Linked DNA regions of Anas platyrhynchos: region 2 is linked to region 1. The links are chromatin contacts, called in public Hi-C maps. All regions are on one chromosome and are shown on one strand. The core of a region is the stretch at or near the end of the contact, and the rest is flanking DNA. Distances in the headings are between cores, read along the strand shown.

The links. A called contact is a pair of places that touch in the nucleus more often than the background predicts.
Region 2: a Hi-C map of small yellow follicle shows a contact between it and region 1, with 1.9 times the contacts expected there. The contact joins two enhancer-like sites. A contact is called at or near these places in 2 of 8 Hi-C or Micro-C datasets (F5 follicle and small yellow follicle).

What each region holds. Positions count from the first base shown.
Region 1 is chr5:34,051,609-34,057,713 of IASCAAS_PekinDuck_T2T, reverse strand. It overlaps LOC101803792 (cytosolic phospholipase A2 beta), which reads right to left. Exons shown (of 27, transcript XM_021278485.4): 27 at 4,407-6,105. Among named protein-coding and RNA genes, the nearest start is that of JMJD7, 74 kb to the right of the region's middle. Within about 2 kb of position 1,378, at least 6 of the 8 cell types and tissues checked have an H3K27ac peak or open chromatin away from gene starts, as enhancers often do. A contact at or near this core is called in F5 follicle and small yellow follicle, where this site is marked.
Region 2 is chr5:34,087,465-34,093,409 of IASCAAS_PekinDuck_T2T, reverse strand. SPTBN5 (spectrin beta, non-erythrocytic 5) reads left to right here. Exons shown (of 71, transcript XM_027458500.3): 43 at 1,417-1,535; 44 at 2,268-2,382; 45 at 3,027-3,140; 46 at 4,682-4,803; 47 at 5,437-5,599. Among named protein-coding and RNA genes, the nearest start is that of SPTBN5, 75 kb to the left of the region's middle. Within about 2 kb of position 1,494, at least 3 of the 8 cell types and tissues checked have an H3K27ac peak or open chromatin away from gene starts, as enhancers often do. A contact at or near this core is called in F5 follicle and small yellow follicle, where this site is marked.

The DNA of each region.
Region 1 (6,105 bases), core at 129-2,628:
AGATGCTGTCAGGTCTGTGCCTCTCTCCCAGGGATCATCAGTCACGGCAAACTGCATCAGTCACGCCAAATTGTATTACTGGGGTCTTAGATGAGATCTGACTAAGAATGATTCCCAATCTCCATAGATGAAAGATAATTGCACTTAATGCTTTGTCTCATCTTACAATGGTTTAATGCCCTGGTTTTTGCCTTGAGGTGCTGATGTAAAGAACCCATTGAATTGGCTGTGCACAGTTAGGACAGCATCAGTTCTGACTGGCACTGCAAAATCTCAGCAGCTGAATGTATGCATTAGCCTCACTCTGTGAGCCAAGAAAATCCCTTGGCAGCCACCTGCGTGTCACTCCCAGGAAGCAGACAAATGAGAGAGCAGTCATTTCCTAATGAAATGAACTTTTCAGGGTTTGCCAGAATCTTGCAGGGAAGACATTCAACTTTTTAAAAGTGATTCACCTACTAGAAATGCAAAGTGCCATGGGATTAAATAATTGAGTGTAAACCTCTCATTCTGCACCTGACAGTATACCAGTCCACTTCATTCTCTGACAGTGTAAATGATTTTCAACATTAAAAAATTGAAATGATCATCATATCTGGATGGGCTGTAGCTTTGGGGGTTAGCAAGCATGACGTTTCAACATGAAAGCAGCACATTTGCAAAACTATTTTGCTAAACTATAAATAGGCATTATTTTCAAAGTTAGTTTGTGCAGTTGTTTCAAAGGTGTTGCATTTACCACTATAATGGTCAAATAGAGGTAAGCATCTCTTGTTGTTTGCCAGAGAGATGGGAGGGGAGGACTTGGAAAAGGCAGATCATAACCTGGGAAGCCTGTCATTATTATATGTAAGCATTTATTGCATTATTGCAAATATTAAATGAAGAATAGGCAGGGTTTGGTTTTCCTGCTATCCACACCCACAGATAAACTGGAGCTCACTAGTAATTACAGGGGCAATTTTAAAGCATTTTATAGTGTAGTGTAGCTCTCTCAATGCTTTTCCTAGTAGGACAGATGTAGTGGCCTGCTGTTTCCACAGGCTGGATTGTTCAGCCCTCATGCTTTTACTGATTCTGGCTTCCCAAAGCAGAAGCCTCATGTGCCATATGATCCCAAATGAGGACTCCATCTGCCTCTGCACAGCTCTTGTTTCCTCCTCCCTATAAACCTGCATTTCAAGTCCCGTGTCCTTACCTGATCACTTAACTCCTGGCACTGCGAGGTGCACTGAGGAGGCAGCTTAGGGAGGCAAAGCCATTGCTTCCCGCAAGGCATAAGCTGCTGTTGCTCAATAAGCCTCTAGTAACTGCCAGCAGTAACTGAGGCTCTTAAACTGAGATGCGTGTGAGACATTTCAACATTGTTTATCCCAGAGAAGCTTTCCCAGCAGATGCCCCAAAGAGGGTGAGAGGAGATACACACCGTGATGTACGTCAGCAGTGGGAGGACCTCCCTCCAGATGCACTGGAAAGAAGGGAGCAGTGTGCTCATTCTGAGCATTGGAGATAAAATTACCAGTGTTGTTGTGACCATATGTCTTCCGTCAGTGCTGACTGCCAGGAATGGGCTAGGAACAAACTGAAAAAATGTCATGTAGTTATCTGAGGCACGAAGATCAGTTTGGCTTGCTAATCTTAACCTGATTGTGTTCTGTCCTTTGATACCTCTCTCCATTTTCCTGCTGCAAATAACCTTTGCCATCAGGAACTGATTGGTACCCCATAAATGTGGATTATTTCTATATTTTCTTTTAACAAAGTCATTGCCATTACTAAAACTGTGGCCTCCATATTCACCTGGCTTTTTCAAAGTTCTGCCTGGTTTTGGCATTCTATAAATATATACTGGTTAGTGGGTTATCATTGCATGAAGTTACAATTTTATGCTACTTTTATTACTCATACCAATTACTTAGTAGTGAATTCTTGAAACAAAAAGCTAAAATCCTTGCCCAAAGTATCTTGCGGCCTTGACTAGAATATATGGGCAATAACGTTAAGAGAATGGGTCACATAGGATGGTAACTGAATTCTTCCACTGCAGGACTGTAAGAAGTTGTATGACATGTCTGTGAGGGATGGCTCTTGCCTTCTCTCCTCTGGTACTGGACGTTAAAAAAAAAAAAAAAAAAAAAAAAAAAAAAAAACACTTCTGTCATTGAATATGGTGCAATGTAGGTGTGCCATGGCTTAAATACGAATTGCGCATTTCTGTCAGGTAAATGTAGGCCAATTCCAGTCCTGGGCTCTGACAAAAAGCACAGTTAATGGTCACTTTGGTTCTGGGTGTGCCACATGGGTTGGAAGTGAGGCAGTGTAGTGCCAGGGTGGAGGAAAGCCAGGAGATACAGGCTCGGTTCTTTCAAGGACTGATGTGCCAAGAGGTGTCAAGCAAGCACTGCCCCTATAACCCAAACTAAAACCCTAATGAATCTACTTCAAAGTTTATAACTATCACGTTTCTCCCCAGAACATCTCTAAATGTGTAGGGAAGCTGGGTGACCACTGCAGCAGGCTCTGTTGACCACCCCGGTGCCCCAATTCCTGCCCGGCCCAGCCAGGACACCGAAGGCCGCTGTGTGGAGGACTCCATTTTGTGCAGGCCAGTGCTGGGGCGGGCTAGCACCAGCAGTGCAGCACAGCACCAAATCCATTAAACAAGCTGATAGTGAGAATTTAACATGATCAACTGCTTATACACTGCGTTAGACACGTTTGGTTGTTTTGGAAGGAGGAGGTTTTGGACCTGAAATGAATATTTGCCACCACAAAACTAGCTTGCCACTACACCAGGGCTGCTAAGGTCTTTGTCTATTACGAGGCCCTATCTGAAGGGTGCGTTAGTGGCATGCTGTACCTGGGAATTTTCACCAGCTGTGGACAGTAAATCACTCCTTTCTTTTCAAGATGGGAGGATTTACCAATCAGTGTGGTGTTTAGAAATCTAGCTCCTCCCCAGAGCAGAGGCACCACTGCTGGTGCTCTCCTCCAGGGAAATGTCCAAGCTTGGAAGAAAAGCCTCTGGCACAAGACAGCTGATGGCTTTGTGTTTTCTTTTTCTATGCCTCAGCCTGGATATACAATAAGATGATTCAGCTGCAAGCCTCATCTTCATGTACTTTAAATTCTTATGGCTAAGAGGTATAATAAATAATACAGGAAAGCGGCAAGCCTGCAGTTGAAGCTGGGTATGGACTTTTGACCACAGACTAAACACTGCCATGGTTGGAGAGCAAGTTTCAGCTCTCTGAGTCTGAAATAGTGTTTTAACCTGTCAGTATAAAGCATGGTTGATCTGAGAGGGAGAGGCTCAGTGTGCCTCAAAATGGTGTGCTGATGATACCGTTCACCTGAGGGACAAACTCAAGTCCTGCTGCACTGGGCTGAGCCCAGGCTCCTGAGGCTAATGAAGGTGTGGAACCTGTAGCACGGGGCTTGCTGGATTTTACACTCTGCTTCTTAAGGTACGCTGTAATCATGAGGAACAGTGTCTTGATATTTTTTTCCCTATTTATGTCTGTTTCTGAGTAACCTAGTGCAAGCAGGGGGAAAAAAATGCAGCCAGGACAGTACAGTGGCTAGGTTTCTTCCATGCAAAGTGAAAGCTAAAGTTTCAATTCCTTAGCTGCTCCAACAAGAACTTCAGGCTTGGTCCTTTTTTAGCCTTTCTGAGGCATGTTTCCTGCTCTTTGCTGCAGTCTTCTTTTTCTTGACTAACTTTCCAGTGGGAGGGTTGGAGCATAGTACTAGGTTTATGTACATACTTTTTATGTGCATGCAACATCTAGAGTTTACATTTCTGTTCTGACTGATTCAGATCAGCCATTTGCAGCCAACAAGGTGATCTAATCATCATTTTTTTTTGGCCTGTCTGGCTCTCTCAGCTGCTGTACCTCTGCTGGAGCTGTTTCCAGTCACAAAAAAATACAGCAGATGAAAGCAATGGAAAAGAGATGCGTTTTCACTTAGAGTGAGTTGATAACTTTTAGCTGTTTTTACCAAAGAAGACTTTTCTGTAACTGACTTAGGCTATTGAAGCTCAACATTTAACTGATAACATTAAAGTTCAGTGAAAGTCAGACTTCTGTCCCCATTTAACTCAAATCACCAAGAGTGAAATAGTGCTGGGTCTTGGCTGTGGTTCAGTGCAGCTGTGTTCCTACCCTGGCCTGTGCCATTCTGCTTGAGGGTTTATTTGCCACAGGAGGTAGAGATTTCCACTTTTTTCCAGCCTCTCAATGCCTTTGGAAGCCAGAACATCTTCTCTCTGATTTTTCTAACCAATCTTGAAGCCATTAAATGCCCTACAAAACGTTCAGCAGAGGCGCCTAGCGTAAGTGGTGCTAAAGCAACTGAGAAGAATCGTGTCTTTAAGTTCATAAAGACTTCCATGGGTCCGGTGCTCTTTTGCAATATTGTATTTTTAATGAATATATTATTAAACAGTTAAAAGACATAATTTCTATAAAGAGTAGCTAACAGTTATAAGAATAAACTTTTGTTTCCTTTGTGTTTGGCAGCTGAGAGCAAGCTCTGTATTTCTGGGGGTTTTCCAGCCGAATGTTCATCTGAGAGCAGTGATCTGGGGTACATTTTGGATGAGGATGTTGCATGCATGAATTCATCTTGAGCAGTTAAATAAACATAAGTCCAGAACAGCACGGACCTGTTTATAAGCAAGCCACATGCCTTTTCATGGCGAGACGCAGACAGACATTCTCCTCATTGTGCCTGCTCTGGTTTTCATGTGCTCTGGTCAAGCAGATCTTTGACAGAATGTGGCACAAGGACTGGGGATGGGGAACAAATGCACAGCATTTGGAGAACAAACACACAACATCTCAGTGGTCTGTTCCCTTAGAATCCATGTGCACTGTAAAGAACAGGACAAAGGAGCAGACCCAAGCACAGGTCACTGACCAGCTGCACGTTGCTGTAAGGATGCTCTGTAGTTTTGTGGTTTTTCAGGCTGTCTAAATTAGCATGCTCTGAAACACAGCCCAGCTGTGGTCAGGGGGACAGCCTGTGCCAGCCACCACATCCTGACAGGCTGTGTGGACGAGCGTGCCAGGTCCGCGTCCCACCACACTGCAAAGTCCTCAGTCTTCACCCTCACAGACACCCTCCAGGGCCTCCTGCCACACATACTAAGGCCAGCAACGTAATCCTTCAGCTTCATGCTACAATTTAAAAAAAAAAAAAGAAAACCCCCACCACTCCTCTCATGGGCAATGATACAGCCCTCACACAATTTCAGGCTCTGAAATGCAAAACAGCATTAAAAAAAAAAAATAGCTTGTTCAGGTAACCTGCTGGGTTACCAGAATAGCCTGTGTGGAGGATTTTTTAGGTCTCTTTCACATTTTAATGTAAATTTCTGTTTGTGTTAGCAGCCCTATGCATACACCTGTTGTGCCCCAGTTATGAAGCATTTAAAGAAACCCAATTTTGTCTGCGCATCCGAGATGTGTTGCTGCTGGTACGTGCTGTCAAGGTTTCTGAGCAAGAAGGATCGCTCCCTGCCCCAGTGCAGAGAGGGCAAGGAGCTGGGCAGCGCTGTCGATGGTGTCACCCACTCCTTGCCCAACTGTCCCGCTCCCACTGCCTGGATGAGGTGAGCAGGGGCTTTGTATACCTGGCATACTGAGCCACGACGTGCTCCTGTGCAAAGGTCACAGATCCTGCTTGTAGCAACAACCCTGCTGCCATCTTATTTTTCAGCTCAAAAGAGCTCTTTATTTCTTTCTTGCAGCCAGTATCTGGTGAGTTCTTTTCTTCTCATAGTCACAGTTGCACTCACAGCTGTTACGACTCCTCAGGTTTTGCATGGTACTCAACTTAATAAATAAGCATTGTACAAGGAATAGCTCTGAGGCTTATTCACTGCCTTTATGTGCAGCAGAAGACAGCATTTAGTAGATACTGGGTTCAGACAATGAACAGCTTTTGTAAATGCTCTCCCTCTGAGCCTGGATACTGTCTTCATGTGCTAAAAAGGCAGACCCCTGCTTCTCTTTGTTTAGTTTTTCATTTCAAGTACAACTTATTCTAGATATCAAGTGAATTTCCAATATAGAAGAAATGTGCAAGGTTTTCCTAGGA
Region 2 (5,945 bases), core at 245-2,744, 36 kb before region 1:
AATCAGGGAAGTGAAAGGCCTTCATTGGCCCTTCAGTCCTCATCAGCTGAACCGTGAGTTAGGGGAGGGAGCAAGAGTTGTGCTACAGGTTGTACGAGTCAAAAAGAAGGATGGTGAAAGCGACAGAAACAGCATGGTACCCTAGTCAGCATAAGACTGAAGAAATAAATCTTTCCTTTGACTAAGGCAGAGCTTCTGCCAGCTTGTAGCCACTGCTCCTGTACTACTTTAAACATGGTTCTTAACAGAAAAAGCTGAGACTGATATTGTCATAGCTGGTGCTTGATTATACCATGCTTTATAGGGTGACATGAAGAGAAGCAGGCTGGTCCTGGCACAGGGTGTGCATCCATCCAGTCTAGGTTCCCCAACTAGACAAATGTGAGGGTAGGATGGTGATCAACTATCCCATGGCTGCCAAATTTTCTACTCATGTTCTGAATACTATGCTGCTAGCTCCCAGAAGAGGAGACTGCAAGGGTTCTGAAAAAGTAATATGTCTGTCTTCTGGTTTCTATTGTTTACTTTGTGGCTGTGTATAATACTGAAATACATGTGGAAATGTGCATGTTGGTATGGATATAGCATAAATAAAATACAAATGGAGTAAATACTTCAATAAAAATTTGCTGGTATGTGGCAGCTGTGCTTCTACTACACCAGTGATTAATGTCTCCCCACTAAGCCTGTGATTTAGTAGTCTTACAAAAATAAAGAATGTTTTTGAATCCTGGAGCAGTGTTCAGTGTTGACCATCCATCATGCACCAAAAGAATTATCGACTACAGTACAGAGTATTTGTGCAAATATTATCCTTTCTATGGTGCATATGCTACACTGGAAGCAAGTTGCCTGAAAGGTTAAGCATACCTTTTAAAATACAGTGGTGTTGCTTTAGAAGAAAAAGCAGTGACACACCTTACAACCCGACTTATGGGTTGTCTAGGTTTCTCAGGGCTGTATAGATTTTAAGGAACTTCTGAACAGAAGCCTATCTAGGAAAAAAAAAGTGAGGAACAACAAGCCACTTACCTTTTTGACAGAGGAACAATCTGCCACATATCAGCTGTTTCACGGCAGCCACCTATGTAACTAACAGCTGTAGCTGTGTTTCCTCAACAGATGAGCCCCTGCTAGAATGCCTGTCTTAGAAATGAAGCTCTGAGAGTTCTTATCTAGACCTAGATCATTGCTGATTCTATGTATTGTCATTACACAGTGTATCATTATTAGTGTTCTTCCTTGCTGGTACTGCCTACTCACTTGGGACTGATAACAGCACGATATAAGAGCTATCTGAAATTTCTGGTAGCAATGTATACATCTTGCTTGTTGCTGTTATTGTTGTTTTGCATGTGTCAGACTCATTCACAAGCATTTTGAACACATACCTTGGTTCCTTTTCTCGCTTTGAAGGAGACAACAGTAGACGATGCTCACATCAAGGATATCAATGCCCTGGCCATGAAACTGGAGAGACAAAACAAGGAAGAGACAAGGACAATATATCAGCGCCGGAAACAGCTCAATGAAAAGTGAGTATGCCTTTAAATGTTCAGTGTAAAGCAATAACAGAAAGAGAAGATAAGGTATCTTAGGCAGGCTGGAATTTCAATATGCACTTTCTTTAATGTCGTGACTACCAAACTTCAGGCACTGAAGCTGCCTTTCAAAACTCTGGGAGCAGTTAGCCAGAAGGATTTCTGATCCAGCAGAGCCAAAATCATGTGTCTAGCCTTGGAGACAGACATACTATTTCAGACTATGTATTTCAGACACACTTTACAGACTATGTCCATGAAAACTAACTTCCCTGTGCCCTGGTGAAGAAGCGTATTGCTTCTTGAGCAACCTGACCTAGTGGAAGGTGTCACTGCCCATGGCAAGAGGGTTGGAATTGGATGATAACTTTAAGGTCTCTTCCAATCCAAACCATTCTATGATTCTGCTACTTCAGTCCACTAGCTAAGAACCGAAAGTGTGAAGGTAGGGCTTGTAAGGTTATTGAGAGTTTAAGGAAACTGCATCAGGACTTTTTAGCTTTTAAACTGTATCCCATCCTGAAAACTTGGAACAAATACAACCAGATAGTTTTGTCAGACTAGTGCTTTACCTCTATGCTGTGTCCCTTGTTGTGAGAAACTGGGGGTCAGTACACACTGTAGCTCAGAAATCTAGTCTTTTACTTAGTTCTGAGCTTCACAAAACTCAGTTGTGCAAATTCTCACCTGTGAAATACACCCCTAAAATATTCTTTCCAATAAAAGGTGGAACAGTTTCCGTGGTAACCTGAATGCATACAGGAAGAAGTTAGAAGGAGCTCTAGAGATTCATGCCTTAATCAGAGAAATTGATGATATCACAGAGAGAATTACTGAGAAGGTGAGTTCTCAGATTTACATTAATTGATATGGGAAAATGGAGGTAAAAATGCCTATTCTGGATTGTAATTTTGAGATTAATGGAAGAAAAAAGCTATATGATGATTTCTACTAATGATTTCATGGATGTAACTGAAGCTGTTTATTGAACTGTAAGTCAGTAGCCAAATATGTAACAAAACTTCTTCAAGTTACAAGACCATTGGTTTGAAATTTTTATAACAATTTCTGCAAATATACTTCTTCATTGTCAAGAATTCCATTTCTGCTAGGGTTCTGAGAATATTTTTTTTCCATATTTCATGAAATGCACAGTCATGCAAATTTGTACACCACAACTTAAATATTGGGCTATTTTCATCTATGGGAAAAGAATAGAAAATAAAGATTAAGAAACACAGGGAAGCACTACTGCCTTTGTTTTACATGTGAGTGCTCAGTGGCAGGATTGAGAGTATTCAAAGTTCTTTTTCCATCTCTTTAAAGAGCACAGACATACAGTGCTATGTTAATATTTAAAAAGACAATAAGAACATTCAGATGACAATAAAAAGAAGGGAAGAAGGAAACAATTTGAAATAATTAAGATATGACCCTTTTGCTTTGTGTCATCTTTACCATTTACACATCCCCCTGTCCCTCCAGAGTGTACTGATACAAGCACTGGATTATGGGAAAGATGTAGAAAGTGTGGAAAACCTTATTCGAAGACATGAAGAGATGGAGAGGGAAATCAACGTTATTAAGTCCAAAATGGAGGTAAGAAGTGGAAAAGTACAGAGGATACTACAAAAAAAAAGTTCCCTTTTGCTTCCTGGGAATAGAGTGCAAACATCAATGTGATTGTTCAGATCTATGAGTATGAGCAAACAGTACATATGGCAGAGCACACAGATTTATTCTTAGTGTAAAATACTGTGCCAATTAATTGTACTTTATGCTGTATGAGATGCCATTCTTCATGATTGACCAAATCTAAGAAGAGAAGTCCCTTGTTAACATATTAGTTGATTCGTCGACTCTCCTCTACAAGCCAGATTGGATTGTCTTTTGGAAAGCATGGAATCCAAATTTAGCTCTCCATCTTTCTCCCAGTTTCTGGACTGACTTGAACCAAAACCCTGACTCTGGTTTTGTTTAAAACTAAAATGCAAAACTACAGTGTACATAGTTTTCTGATATAGCTGTCAAACCCAAGAATCTTAGGCTATTATTCCCTCTATAATCAGCTCTTGCCTTTGAAAAATGCCCACTTTGCATGGTTTAGGACTAATCTGAGTATTAAATATAGGTCTGAGTTCCTATATAATTATATACTTTAAAAAAAAAAAATGTTTTCAGCTGAACTGCAATAGCAGAAATAATATACAACACCTCACTGTTTTCACTGTTGACCAGAGTAGTAAGGCTCTTCATAAGGAACATATTTTTGTAAAATTTCACTAAATCTTTTCTTCACTATAGTATGCAAATGGTGACGATATGTGTGATGCCTTCACACATTGTGACTTTCTTAGCTAATTCTCATATGAAATGTGGGTGATTGCCAGTCAGCATTCCACAGATAGCATCAGTAAAGCTGTAGGGGGGAGTTCTGCATGGAAACACAGAAGGATGAGGAAGTTTTTTAATGCTGCCACAAATACCATTTACAAAGTATATCTGTGCTTTTCTTGTGGATTAAACACAACCTGGCATATTCTCCTTTCTGCCTAATTAAAATTCTATAACACCATCAAATTGATGAAAATGAAGAAGAAAGATAACTTTAAACCTGTTTGGGTGAGTGTTCTTTACTGTTTATCAGGCTGTGTTAATGAAAGCAGCATCAACCAGAAGTCCACATTGAAAGTGGTGTTTTGATGCAGCTGTTAGCTGAAATAGATACAACAGATTTTTGAGTCTCTTGCTGAAAGGCAAATCTGGTTGCTTCTTTGTGCTCTATCTCCGTGGCTCCAGTTACCTATCTTAGTTAGATTAGGCTACCAGAGGTTATGATTAGCACTTCGTTTTCCTCTATGTTTATCACCATTCTGCAAAACTGCTTTCTTAATCGTAAAGTAGCATTTGTGGGTGTTTGGCAACATACAGTTATCTTTCCTTACTTGGATGATTGCTTGGAATTGTGTATGTTTTTTTTCTGCATATAAGAAATCTCTTTGTATATTTTGCTATTGTAATCTAAGTGCCCACTTTTGAAAACTGGGACTTTAAAATGAACTACTTGTCCTGAAAGGCAATCTCAGGAACAAACATAAGCTTTTTGGCATAAATTCACCCCACTATAAATCTCCTCCCAGCCATTGGAATTGGAATCTTTCCGCCTTTCCACAAGGAATCCATCCATAAATGACAAACTGACTATGAAGCAACAGGAGATGAAAAACAACTGGCTACGACTCCAGGGACAGGCCAAACAAAGGTAAAGACTTCTAGTGGTCTGAATATCTCTTAGCAGGAGCAAAACTATTCCCTGGGGTCACAATTCTACTTTCCAGGGACTTTTCCAAAAGTTTTTGAGGGTCCATTACAAAGAATATACAGGCAGCTAAGACACCTGCATTGGAACAAGGATGACTTTGTACAACAGAAGTTCCACAGATGTGACTTTGGGAAAGCTGGTCCAATGAGTTCCTAGCTTATTCCACTAAAATAATGCTACTAAAATGACTCCTATCTATCAGATTAAATCTGTCTTGAAGCCTTTTTGGAAGACTTATTTTTGGACGATTCTAGAAGGTATTTTCTTGAATCTTTCCAAAACAAGAAAGGCTTAGGCCTGAGTTGGAATTGTTTCTGGAAACAACAGCTATGAATGTTTTCACTTTTCTTTTCCTAATGAACTGAGGTAGAAAATAAGGTGAGTTTATTGTCTCTAAGGCAGCAGTCATCACCTGTAGTTTTGGTTTAGCATGAAGAAAGTTAGGAGCTGCAAGGAAAAGCTAGAAGTCTTGAACTCACTTGAGTTGCTTTCTCATAGGATACCTTGCTCTGCAAATGGGGAGGGGACGGGAATTAGACAACTCTGTGTTGGCTAAAGCACATTCCATTGCAGGAAGGAAAAGCTGGCGGCCTCGTATCAATTGCAGAAGTTTAACTTTGAGATGAAGGAAATGCTAGACTGGATCCAAAACATCAGAGGTTTAATGGAAGCAGGAGGACTTCCTAAAAGTCTAAATGAAGTTGAAAGCATGATTGAGGAGCATCAGCAGAGAAAGGCAAGTATCATTCTTGCTTTCATTTGAATATACTGGGAATCCTTCCTTACGGGAATTAAATGCTGCAGACAGCAGGATTGTACTGCATGTGTCTGTCAATATTATGGTAAGACAGTTTTCAGTAACAGGTTAGTGACAGAACTCACCTAAGAACTCACAGAACTCTATCCCATGAGCTATTTAACAGTTCATAGGTCTGTAAAAAGTCCCAAAAAGCTACATTCCCTCTCACCTCTTCTGCTGTCCAAACCTGTAGGTTAAAAGCTGATTCAGTCTCAGTGCTGATCTCTTTACTCAGGTTACTTAAAAGTTAATTGCAATCTAGCTTTGAGCTAGATTTTGTGGT